Regions from separate parts of the Mus musculus genome. Here regions 2 and 3 are each linked to region 1. The links are chromatin contacts, called in public HiChIP or PLAC-seq and promoter capture Hi-C maps. All regions are on one chromosome and are shown on one strand. The core of a region is the stretch at or near the end of the contact, and the rest is flanking DNA. Distances in the headings are between cores, read along the strand shown.

Region 1 (4,032 bases), core at 579-3,078:
CATGCACAGGTTTATTCCAGCAGAGGTAGGTGAATCTCTGTGGGTTGCAGGCCAGCCAGGGCTACATACTGAGAGAGACCTTTACTAAAAAAAAAAAAAAAAAAAAAAACCAAAAAAACCCAACAATAGCAACTAAAACCTCAAAACAACCCTGCCCCCAACAAAACTAGTCGCAACTGCTGTGAACCGATCGCTTTGTTCTACATTTTATGTTCTATTCCACACTCTATAATCTCACATTGTTTGGCACCAGATAACAAGTTCTCAAAATTGGGTATTTTATTATTTAATCTTAGCTAACTTTCTAAAAACTCTCCCTGTATGCAGCCCAGAACAAAACAGACTCAACTCCAGAGGCCTTCAAGAGAGATTCTGGTTGAAAAGAGAGACAATAAATATGATAAGTAAGCAAATTATCTTGCATAGTAGAAGAGGGTTCGGCACACAGCAGGTGCTCAATTTGTGTTAGCTATTACTAGCAAGTCATTAACTCACTGAATGCACCTCCATATCCTGTTTTCACTAGAAAAGGGAAGGGGCTCGGAGGGAGGAGCCGCAGTTCAGGGGCAGGTAGTGGGTTCCAGGGGTCCCGAGGAGATTCGGCAGTGTTTTGGATAGTGAGGCGTGGCGGGGGTTGGGGGAAGGTCTCAGGTGGAGGGATCCTCTGAAAGGGCCTCCGAGAGTGCTTGCCCGCACAAGGGTGAGGAGAGAAGCGGCCAGAGAATAGAACTTTGGAGTACCTCAGAGTTTGGGGACATCGACAGGGAAGAGTCTGTGGAGGCTCGATCAGAGAAAGAACTGGGATGACCTCAGTGAGGAGGCCCCGGGTAGTGAAAGAATCCAAGGGCGGGTCGAGGGTGGCAGTAGAGCCGGTGAAAAGGAGAGAGAGGTCAGATTCCGATATACTCTGGAAGCGAACAGCTCCCTTTCAAGATCGAAAGGACTCTTAAATTTGGGAGGAGAGCAGCAGCAAATCTGGGGAATGCTATGATGGGAGGTGGGGATAAATATAAGAAGGTCGCCTCCCTAGGGTACTGGCGGTTAAGGAGAGGCTGAGTGAGTCCTCGGTATGGCCACACTAAACCGGGACCGGCTTCAGGCGGGCATGGTACAGACACCACAAAAGGCACCTCAGCTTTCTGCTCGAGTTACAGAACCCCTATGTGGAGCACCCCCAAAGAGCTCAAGGGAGCTTGAGGTTTTGAGCGGCTTTGAGCTTTGAGCAGCTTGAATCAGTCTTCTGGACTTGCATCTCTGACCCAGGAAGGCAGGAGCCCAGGAAGGCACACAGAAGCAGGCTGGGCACATAGGGTCAAAGAGAGAGGGAAGGGTACGGAGTCGCTCCAAATAAGAGACCCTGTAGCTTCCTTGGGGTTAGCTTGGACAACTCGCCTGGTCTCTGTGGTTTTCCGTGTCAGAGTCAGGTGTAAAGCTCGGGGTTGGAGAAGGGGAAGGGTAACCCTAACCTGTTCCTGTGTTCCACTTCAGACTCAAGTTAGACCGGTGGCCCTAGTGCTCCTTCCTACCTCAAGAAAGTCCGCTTCCCGCTCAGCGCTAGCACTCAGTTAAGTGAACCGAGTGCAAGGCTCACTCCCCTCATGAGGCAGGGATGGGGAAGGCGGAGCCCCTGTCCCTGGAATCCCGCGCTGAGAAAGATGTCTGATCTAAGGAACGCCAGAGCCCTGCTTACCTGTGCTCCCAGGAGTAGCAGTCTGATGAGGGGCAGTAGGCGGATCTGACCGGACAGTTGGGGGTTAGGATGCTCCCTACCCCCAGAGGCAGCAGAGGGCGGAGATGTGAGCTTCCCCCTCCCACCTGCCCGACCCCTGACCCCCCACCCCCACCCCGCTGCTTTTCCCCTCACCCATCGCACAATGTAAGAGCAAATGTGGGCGGGACCTCCACCTGCCCCTCTCTACACAGCACACCCCCCTCTGCCCCGCCCCTCCTTCGCCTGAACTGCAGTAGGGTTGGTTCCGCTTGGGCCATTTGTGTGTAGCACTGTGTCAGGATTTAACTTGGAAGACCCCACTTTGGAGTGTATGGTGCTGTGTCAGGATTTGATCTGGAAGGCCACATTTTGGAAACCATTTTGTATTTTTTGATCCAGGGAATTTATACAACTTCAGCTGGGTTTCTGGGTATCTACGGGGTAGATTGGGTGCATTCTGAAGGGAAACATTTGCAAAGGAAGGGTTTTTTTTTTTGTTGTTTTTTTGTTTTTTTGAGGTCAGAAAGAACTTATCTGAAGCAGAAGTGCACGTTATAAATCCCTCAGACTCTCTTGCAGCTATGACAATCACAGGCTAGAATTCTGAGCAATGAAATGTAAACTGGAGCATCTGTCATGTTTCCCAAAGGGACTGGACTGGGTTTAGACATTGGTAGTGCTTGCTATGCAGGCACTGCCTAAAATGTATGAAGTAGCACCTAGCTGCAATCCCAGCGCTAGGGAAGTGGGTGAGAAGTGCAAGGGCAGGGCTGGAGAGCTGGTTCAATGGTTAAGAGCACTTGCTCTTCCAGGGGATCCAGGCTAGGTGTCTACTCCAGCTTCAGAGGATCTGTCATCCTCTTCTCGCCTCCGTGGCTTTCGACATGTATATGGTGCAAATACACACACGCAGACAAAACACTCATACAAAAAAGGATGTACAAGGTCCGAGTTTAAAGTTGGCCTGATTTATATGGGACCCTATGTAAAGGGTGGGGAGATGCCCTCCTTCTTTTTGAGTAGGTGAATCTCTGGGATGAGAAAGTGGCAATCAACAAAATCCCTAATCAGCCAAAGCAATTTTCATGATGTGGAATAGAATTCCAGCAAAGCTCTCCAGTTCTCTAACTCTGGTTAGAGGCACTGCAGTTTTGCTCCGGCTGCCACCCATAGCCACTAGACCTTGAAGTTAAATTTGAACCCTTCCTTTCCTCACCCTCCCCAAACAGTCAGTGAGGTCGATGGGGAAACAGGCCCAGGAGGCTACATCCTGACAGTTCTCATGTCTTTTTACTAAGTACTTCTGACTAGCCTAGAACTGACCAGGCTGGCCTTGAACTCCAACTGCCTTTGTCTTCCAAGTTTGGGGATAAAGGGCACACGCACCATCATGTCTGGTGAGCCTCCTAGTTCTATGCTGGGCACTCATTTGCTCACGAATTCTATTTACTCTCCAGCAGAGCCAATCTGGCTGCCTACTTCAATTTTAGTTAAATTGTTTTTTTTGGGGGGGGCAATGGATAGAGTTGAATTGATGAAGACCTCTCCTTTCTTCTCTCCTCCCTTTCTTCCCTCAGTTGTGCTGGCTAGGAATGACGGGTTTTTCAAAATAAAAAAAAAAAGCACTTTCTTCAGGTTTTGTAGCAACTCCAACTTTATTAAATATGCTGACCTGCTGCCACTGCCCCGTTGTCTCCTTCAATGTCATCCTTGTGATCTCAGCTCCTTCCTAGGGCTACTAAGCTGTCCCTCCCTCCTTCTGGGTAGAACAGAGGTATTCCTCGAGCAGGCAGTGGGCAGGGGCACATCAACAACTGAACACTAGAGTCCTTTGAAAAGGATTTGTACTTAAATAAGCACCTGGCAAAGGGTATTCAAGATGGGTTCAAGTGAGGCCCCTTATCCAAGGTACGGACTGCGGTGAACTAAGCTGCCCTGCCTGTGGCCTCAGAAGGGAAACAGGCAGTGTGGTCTGGGATTTAGTGTGAGTGGGGCATGTCCTCCCCAAACTTGTTCTGGTGGGCAGCGTTCTTCACATCTTGGAGATCCTGAGGACAAAGGAAGGACAAGGTAGGTCAAAGTGAGGGTGGCTCTATTTCAGCCAGAGAGAGGCTGTCACCATGGTAGCAGCAGCTTTCAACTACTGCTTCTCCTAGACTACCCTATACCCTCCTGCAAATATCTATGGGGCAGCCATGCAAAATAGTGTTCTCCCCTTACCAAATGGTAGAAGGGATACAGGGGACGGGGGACAGGGCTCAGTGTGCACGGGTTAAGCAACTTGCCAGGCTCACCTCGTGGTGGACATAAGCCTGACAGAC
Region 2 (4,032 bases), core at 934-3,433, 210 kb before region 1:
GCCTGGCGTGGTGGCGCACGCCTTTAATCCCAGCACTCGGGAGGCGGTGGCAGGCAGATTTCTGAGTTCGAGGCCAACCTGGCCTACAAAGTGAGTTCCAGGACAGCCAGGGCTATACAGAGAAACCCTGTCTCAAAAAACAAACAAGAAGAAAGAAAGAAAGAAAGAAAGAAAGAAAGAAAGAAAGAAAGAAAGAAAGAAAGAAAGAAAAGATGAGGTTAAACAGAAGATTACATGTTAATTGGAGGGACTCTGGCCAGCTTGAGCATGGCCAACCTGGCTCTGGCAGGCCTTGCCCTTCTCATTCCCTCTTCCTTGCTAAAAACCATTAGATTCCATTCCTAAAGCTAGTCCCCAAGGTCTATTCCTTACTTATCCACTTCCTCCTCCTGATGCTGATTAACAAGGTCAAGCTATCAACTGTTGAAATCCAGCAATCAAAAGTGGCCCTTTGGCTCCCCTAATTAACAGGCCCAGTTAAAATGAAACACCTCATCCTAACATGGGGTTTCCCCTTTTACCTTTATAGACCTCCTTTTTCCTATATGCAACGCCTGTCTGGCTTTCTCCTTGGTCCATTTCCCCTGCTCCTCCCTCCTCTATCTCTTGTCTTTGTCTCTTATTCCCTGCCCTCTGCCCCTCTGGGATAAATAAATCTTTTTTGCTGAGAACTTGGTCTTGGGTCCTGAGCTGATACTTCTCCTTTCATTAATAAAGCCTTCACCTCAATGAACAAAATACAAGGGTGACTGAGAATGGTTCCCAATGTCAACACTGGGCCCCCACATGTATACATACTCATGCATGTGTGCCTACACACACATGCAAAATGATACATACACACACATGCACCACATGTATACACACACACAGAGAAATGGAAACAGTCAAAGAAAGGGAGTGTTGGCTGTGATTATTGTTTAACACATTTGATAGGTAAGGAAGCCAGGGCTCAGTGGGATTCAGCAACTTGCCTGTGGATGCACAGCTAAAGAATGGTACAGTAGCCGGGAGGAGGGAATCTTCTAAGGATATGGGATATAGAATAGAATCATATAAAGGGATAACAGGGGAAACTACAACAGAAGGATTAAGTATGGAGGTCAGTATAGAGGAGGGACTATAGAAAGGAAGGGGTGATTAAGACTAAAGGTCTTTAGGCCAGGCTGTGGTGGCGCACACCTTTAATCCCAGCACTTGGGAGGCTGAGGCAGGTGGATTTCTGAGTTTGAGGCCAGCCTGGTCTACAGAGTGAGTTCCAGGACAGCCAGGGCTATACAGAGAAACCCTGTCTCGAAAAAAATAAAAAAAAACATAAAAATTAAAATAAGTAAAGACAGAAGCAGAGTGTTAACTATTATGGCTCTGATTATGGTAAATGCAAGGTAGTTCCCCATTCTTCTTTCCCTTTTATTGACTTTTTTTTGTAACTCAGGATGGCACAAACCCTCCGATCCTGTTTCAACAGCCAGTACTAACTCGTTTATTATTTCTCACAACTGTCGTGCATATTGCACTTATCTCAACACTCTAATATTTCCAGTGTGCAATTTGGGGCCTTTTGTGTTTCCATGTAAGCATTCTCTGTTTGTAGCTTTTGTTAAAAAAGACAGGACCTCATGTAGCCCAAGACAACCTCGACTGTCCCTCGCCAACTACTAGCACTACAGGTGTGTGAGCAATCACGCCCGGAGCACTCACATTTTACGGTAACAAAGGATCTTTTTGTAAAGAGCTAGGAATAGGGTGGGGAAAAGAAAGTAAAATTCCACTCTTATCTTTCCCCTACTCAAGCTGATCTCAACTTTCAAGATCTTTTATTCCAGCCAGGAGCACCCAGAGCCACAAGGTAAACAAACATTGATAGCCACTCTAGCCCAACTCGGAGAACTCGTTAGCCTGGGAGGTTTGCCCCTCTATCTCTCCGTGAGTTAACGAGTTCAATGCTTGGCCCGCTTCCGTTTGGGGGTGGGGGCAAGCCCTTTCCCGGGTTCCCTTAGACAGTCCTGCCTTTGGGCAGTCTTTTGTGCCTCCAGTCCCCTAATCCGCCCTCATTCTTTTTCCGGAACTTCCCTCGGAGGACTCTACTACTGCTCGGGATGCTCCACAGGTCCGCCAAGTGGGTGAGAAGAGCCCTGGCTGGAGTCTCTGCCCAGAATGAGTCACTTCCGTTCACAGACTCCCTCCTCCGGAAGTAAGACCTGATGTAAACAGCAGAGCTGGGCACCAAAGCCCGGGAGGTCAGAAATTTGTGCCGCAGGCGGCACCAACGGCTAGGGCAGGGGTCGGGGAGGGGTGATCAAGTCGGCAGAGGTGACGCGCATCTGGAGCAAGATCCAAGGGTTGGTCACGGTCATGGGTTGGGTGTTTCTACTAGAGGTCTTGACAGGTGATGGATGGCTGGGGATATGGGGGCTTGAGTCGGTGCTGTCTTGGAAAGGATCATGGCTTTTGGGAGAGGGTGAGGCGTTTCAATTAGGGTTCTTCGTTAGTGTGGGCATTTGGAGCATAGATTTAAAAAGGGCTCTTGGAAGCTAGTGCTCTCCAGAGTATGGCTCATGTAGAAGCAAGACCCAAGTTTTACGCGAGAAAAGTAGATTTGCGATCTTAGCTGATAGGTGTGCCTGAAGAGAGGTCTTGGAAGAGATGGGATTTGAAAAAAGGACGAGGTTTTTAGGGCAGGAATGTTTAGGGGAGGGAGTCAGAGCAGCAGCAGCAGCAGCATTGGTAGGTTGAGGTTTTCCTAGGCAGGATATGGGTTTTTTTTTTGGGAGGGGGTGGGGCTAGCGTGCCCTAGGGCAGAACCTTCAAGAGATAGCATGGAGACAAAAGGGACAAATTTTAGGGGGAGGGGACTCATGAGTAACATTGTGTAAGCTTAGGGGTCGTGGGTAGACAGTATAGGGAATGGAATGTGTCACATGTGAAGAATTTGGAATGTCAGAGTAATGCCTCGGGTGTGGGGTAGGGTGTGGATTGGTCTTTAGGACTTAAGTAGAGGGAGTGGAGGGGGTTCTCAGGCTTGCCTTTGCCTTGAGAGTTGGTCATATGAGAGAAGGGTTTGGGGAAAGTATGCTGCATGGGAGGATGTAAATGAGATACCCTGGAGGCGAATAAGCCTCCAGGTAAAGTTAGAAGGGCTTGAGGAGGGCAGTTCTGTGGGTGATGGGCCATTCACGGCAGTGAAGATGCAGGAAACCTTAGCTTTTTTTTTTTTTTTTTGTTTTTTTTTTTTTTTTTTTTGAAACCTTAGCTTTTGTTCCACTATTTATTGACAGGTGGAGTTGGGTGCCGGTGTGCAGATGAATAGCTTGTAGAGAGGTTTGAGGTCATATCAAACATTAGAGCTAAGAATGGCTGGGAGGGGGGAGGAGGTACCATGGGATATTCCCTACCCCATTACCCCATGCTTGGTGTTTGTGCCTGTTATGAGGCTTTTTGTCATTATGGGCCGGGATACGTTCTGCCTGTGGTCTTGGTTTAAACAGATACTCTGAGGTATCCTCCACTTGTTTTTGTTTTTTACAGTCTGGCAAAGAAAAGTATCAAAATGGGGAGGAAGCCAGGCGTGGTGGCATACGCCTATAATCCCATCCCTCAGGAAGTGGAGGCTGGAGGACTGCTGGGAATTGAAGGCCAGCCTGTGCTACATAGGGAGTACCAGGACAGCCAGGGATACATAGCAAGACCCTATCTCAAAACAAAATAGACCAAGTGGTGAGGAAGAAGAAATGATTTGGGGGACAGAAGTTGTAGGACTTCAGAGAGGACACTGGGGAACTCTTCACAATGCTGTCTTTTCTTGCGCCTAGGAAGGCCGTCCTGAATCATGACTCAGCAGCCACTTCGAGGTGTGACCAGCCTACATTTCAACCAAGACCAAAGTAAGCTTATGATTGTGTCTTTGTGGGAAAGAAGGAAAAGAAGGGCCAGGGATGACTCTGAGCCCCAGAATACGGGAGTCCGACTGATTCCTTCCATCCCCAGGCTGCTTTTGCTGCGCCATGGAGACAGGCGTCCGGATCTACAATG
Region 3 (4,032 bases), core at 1,070-3,569, 160 kb after region 1:
CTGGTTGGCTAAAAAGCTTATTAAGTTATTCATTCATTCACACCTAATCATTTGATCTTCCTTGGATAGAATATTCTCTCATCCCACTTTTGTGATTGAATTCTTTAAATGTATATTATGTGTGTGTGCGTGCAAGGCACATGTGTGGAGGTCAGAGGACAACTTTGTGGAATTGTTTCTTTCCTATCTTTATGTGGATTCTGGGGCTAGAACGATGGTGTCTAGGCTTGGTGGCAAGCGCTGTTCCATCTCAGCGGCCCTCTTTGTCCACTGTTCATCTGTTTACATGCCCATTCATGAATTCTCTGAACCACCTATTCATTACTTAAATGCAAGTAAGTTTTCATCCATTTACCCAAATACTCATGTACCTATTTATCTATAAGCCATCATCAGTCCATCTCCCAATTTAGCCATGTCTGCCACCAATCTATCACCGTGCTCATCTGTCCACCCACCATCCACCTCTTTATGAATTTACAGACAGACTCAAGTACTCATTCATCTACTAACCCCCACCATCTCTCCAGTGATGTGAGAATTGCCACTTACCCCCATGATCTCCACCCGGGTGTGGGGGCACAGGTGGGAGCCCTCCTCTTCTCTCTGGAAAAATGGAATGAGTTCAGATCTGCCCTAATCTTGCTCCCCCACATCTCTGGGTTAGTTCTTCATAACCTTTATTTGAACGAGAGGACTCACCCTCATTGATTGGTGCTGGTGGTGGTGGTAGCTGGCGTCTTTCTGTGGTTAAATAGGGTGGACTGAGAGCCAAAACCATGAGAGGGGCTTTTCCAGCCTCACACCCGTGCACTCACCTCTGTCTAACCTACCTCCCCCCAATTCCCACCAAGGCCTCCTTACCTCCGCTTTGCCTCTGATTCCTTTTTTGTATCTTCTCCTGCACCAAGGCCCGGAAGGCCTGGGCTTCACTCTCATCCGCAAAGTTCAGTCCTACTTGACAGTCCTATACATGCCTTGGGGTCAGCAAACTTCTAGTACGCCCCCCACATCCCCGGGACTTTCTCATCTCCTCCCCATCCCCCCCAACTGCAGCGCAAGGATGCACAAGCTGCTCACTTACATCTCCAGCAAAAGTGTGGAAGAACGGGGTGGGAGTGAGATAAACCAGCTGAGAGTACAGCTCCTGTTCCCAGAGTAGCCGACCAGCCTGGAAAGTGGGGGGAGGTGCATGCTGAAATCCAGGCATCTTGGGTGGCAGACCACTGGAGCATGGTGTCCAGGTTTGGTGTCCCGGGGTTTTATTTAAAGCTCTTCAGCTTCAGCTCACTATCAGAGTTTGGGTTCTAGGTGTCTGAGAGTCAGACACCGATATGAGAGATATGGGTTTGGGAGCCAAAGCCTATATGTAGGAGTTGAAGGCTCCACGTTGTGAATTTAAGATTCCAGTTCTAAGAGTATTCAACATGATTTAGAACATATTTGAGGCTGAGGCTCAGGTATTTGTGGAGCAGATCTAAGTCTTGATATAAACCTTCTGAGGTCCGTCTTCTTAGACTCAGAATGAGAAAAACACAACTTGGGATCTGTATTGGTCTTTGGTTCTGGAGCTCAGGGGGTCACTGATATGAGTGAAGGCTTGGAGCTGTGGACAAAAACTGGTTTTGTAAGTTGGGAACTAGCTTTCCTGTCCAGTGGGGCATGGGGTCACCTGTAGGCCATAAAGGCGGATGAAGTAGGACTTCTGAGGGTTATCCTTCACGAAGCACACAGCCCCGCAGTGTTCCATGGTCCAGTGCTCAGCTCCAGGGGGCAGTGCCAGGTAGAGCTGAACAACTGTGGTAGCCAGTGTCTAGGAGGGGAGAGCAGGGGTCAGTGCAGTGTGCTCATGGGTCACCAGGCCTGGTCCTTGCCTGCCTGTGGCTTTCATGAGCTTGGGGAAAGAGCTGTAGCCAGGAGGAAGGGGAGTAGACATCAAGATAATGGGGAGTGAGTGAATCTGAGGAGAGGAGATGGGGAGAAGGGGGATACAGGGATGATGGGAACAAGGAGAAGGGAAATATGGGTAAGAGGAGGAAGCAGAACGGGGAAGAAGAAGTAGAGAGGAAGAAGAGGAGAGGGAGGGAGACTGGGAGGACCAGGAGATCTCCCAACTCACCCAGCATTTTCGGCCAAGAAGCTCAAAGAGTCTCTGGTTTTCATGGTCCTGGAGGAGGTTGGAAGGAATGTTCTGCTGAACGGCTGGTCCCCCTCGGCCCCCAGGCCTGCCTCCTACAGGGCCAGGGCCACTATTCATGCTGCCTTCTGCCTTAGTCCTCTCCAGCTAAGCTCTGGGTGCAGGGTAAGAAGAGGAACTTCCGCAGTGAGCAGGGGAACAGGAAGTACAATAAACCACAAGGGAAATAAGTCCTCCAGGGCCCCCCAGAGGGCCTGTTCTCCTCTCTAGGACAGGCATGGGCCCTCCTCCATTTGCGTGGCTAGATCCAAGTTTGTAATGAGCTCAGGGCATCTTCCTTTCTTCTTTCTTCCCAACGTCCTCTCCCTTTTTGTGCGGGGCCATTTCCTTCTGACAGGCTTAGATCAGCCTTGCTCTAGTCGGACACTGAGGGAGAGCTACGCCATCTGCAGAGCTTCTCCTTCAGGGTAGCTACGCAGAGAGTAGTCACAAGTCTGTGTAGCCTCCTTCCGTCTTCCAAAAGCACCGACTTGGCCTGGGGTTGAATCTAAGGCTCCAGGTGCTAAAGGGCCATTGCATTACAGCTTTTCCTTTTAAAGGCATATTGAGCCGGGCGTGGTGGCGCACACCTTTGACCCCAGCACTCAGGAGGCAGAGACAGGCAGATTTCTGAGTTCGAGGCCAGCCTGGTCTACAAAGTGAGTTCCAGGACAGCCAGGGCTATACAGAGAAACCCTGTCTCGAAAAACCAAAAAAAAAAAAAAAAAAAAAAAAAAAAAGGCATATGAACTAATCTCTAGCTTTGGACGTTGCCAATGATATAGAAGGCCATGACTCACTTCCCCATCTTTTACTCTTGCCCCCTGTAGCTCCCTAATTACTTTCTTTTTCATTTATTTATTTCATGTATGCGGGTACACTGTCGCTGTCTTCAGACACACCAGGAGAGGGCATTGGATCTTCATTACAGATGCTGTGAGCCACCATGTGGTTTCTGGGATTTGAACTCAGGACCTCTGGAAGAACAGTCAGTGCTCTTAATCACTGAGCCATCTCTCCAGACCCCAATTACTTTCTTTTGTAAAATTTATTTTTATTTTATGCGCCTTGGTGTTTTGCCTACATGTATGTCTGTGTGAGGGTGTCAGAGTTACAGACAGTCCTGAGCTGCCATGTGTGTTCTGGGATTTGAACCTATGTCCTCTGGAAGAGCAGTCAGTGCTCTTAACCACTCAACAATCTCTCTAGCCTAAACTCAGACCCCCACCCCTTTTTTGTTTTTTGTTTTTGTTTTATTTGGTTTTTGTTTTGTTTTGCTTTGCTTTGCTTTGCTTTTGTTTGTTTGTTTGTTTGTTTGTTTGTTTTGAGACACGTTTTCCCTGTGTAGAGCCCTGGCTGTCCTAAAACTCACTCTATAGACCAGGCTGGCCTTGAACTCACAGAGATCCATCTGCCTCTGCCTTCTGAGTGCTGGGATTAAAGGCCTGTATCACCATGCCTGGCCCTAATTACTTTCTTTTCAATCTCATTCGGGAAGGAAGGACTTGACAGTATAAATAAATAAATACTAAAACAACATCTTGATTGATTTTTTTATTATGTTGGGACTTTATGAAAGTAGGGAACCTTTGAAGGCTTAGTTGTCTCCACTTTTGGTGATAAGGATTGGCTCCCGGGCCTTGACCATGGTAAGTACGTGCTCTAACTCTGAGCTGTACCCTCATGCCTTCTGATCCCATTGCCTAAGGGAGGAGGCTGGCCAGTTGGGAAGGAGGGTACCAGGGGTAGGGACAGCAGTTTGACATGCCTAAGCAGCTTTCAGATGTGGGTACAAACCTTTGAATTGGATGTCCTCGGGGCTGCCTGGAACTTGACTGTCTATGCCTGCAGGCACA

What was found. HiChIP or PLAC-seq counts read pairs in DNA pulled down with a chosen protein or histone mark. Capture Hi-C pulls out chosen DNA fragments and counts their contacts.
Region 2: an H3K4me3 HiChIP or PLAC-seq map of embryonic stem cells shows a contact between it and region 1, with 10 read pairs. The contact joins the promoter of Wdr45 here to the promoter of Eras in region 1. A contact is called at or near these places in 2 of 39 promoter capture datasets (embryonic stem cells and liver), 1 of 484 Hi-C or Micro-C datasets (uterus), 3 of 115 datasets of contacts at active chromatin or transcription factors (all in embryonic stem cells) and 2 of 9 other capture datasets (adipose tissue and liver).
Region 3: a contact with region 1 is called in a promoter capture Hi-C map of adipose tissue. The contact joins the promoter of Was here to the promoter of Eras in region 1. A contact is called at or near these places in 13 of 39 promoter capture datasets (the 3T3-L1 cell line, the HPC-7 cell line, HPC-7-derived erythroid cells and 7 more), 1 of 15 datasets of contacts at CTCF or cohesin (pro-B cells), 36 of 484 Hi-C or Micro-C datasets (the AML12 cell line, the G1E-ER4 cell line, the N1E-115 cell line and 14 more), 14 of 115 datasets of contacts at active chromatin or transcription factors (the SCID.adh cell line, bone marrow-derived dendritic cells, embryonic stem cells and 5 more) and 4 of 9 other capture datasets (adipose tissue, embryonic stem cells, liver and 1 more).

What each region holds. Positions count from the first base shown.
Region 1 is chrX:7,926,779-7,930,810 of GRCm38.p6, forward strand. Eras (ES cell-expressed Ras) reads right to left here and starts at 1,829. Exons shown (of 2, transcript NM_181548.2): 1 at 1,691-1,829. It overlaps Hdac6 (histone deacetylase 6), which reads right to left. Exons shown (of 29, transcript NM_001130416.1): 28 at 4,006-4,032; 29 at 3,344-3,759. The coding sequence ends at 3,691.
Region 2 is chrX:7,720,037-7,724,068 of GRCm38.p6, forward strand. It overlaps Wdr45 (WD repeat domain 45), which reads left to right and starts at 2,184. Exons shown (of 11, transcript NM_001290792.1): 1 at 2,184-2,342; 2 at 3,813-3,884; 3 at 3,988-4,032. The coding sequence starts at 3,830.
Region 3 is chrX:8,088,172-8,092,203 of GRCm38.p6, forward strand. Was (Wiskott-Aldrich syndrome) reads right to left here and starts at 2,320. Exons shown (of 12, transcript NM_009515.2): 1 at 2,120-2,320; 2 at 1,673-1,813; 3 at 1,085-1,171; 4 at 865-967; 5 at 703-744; 6 at 553-606. The coding sequence starts at 2,257.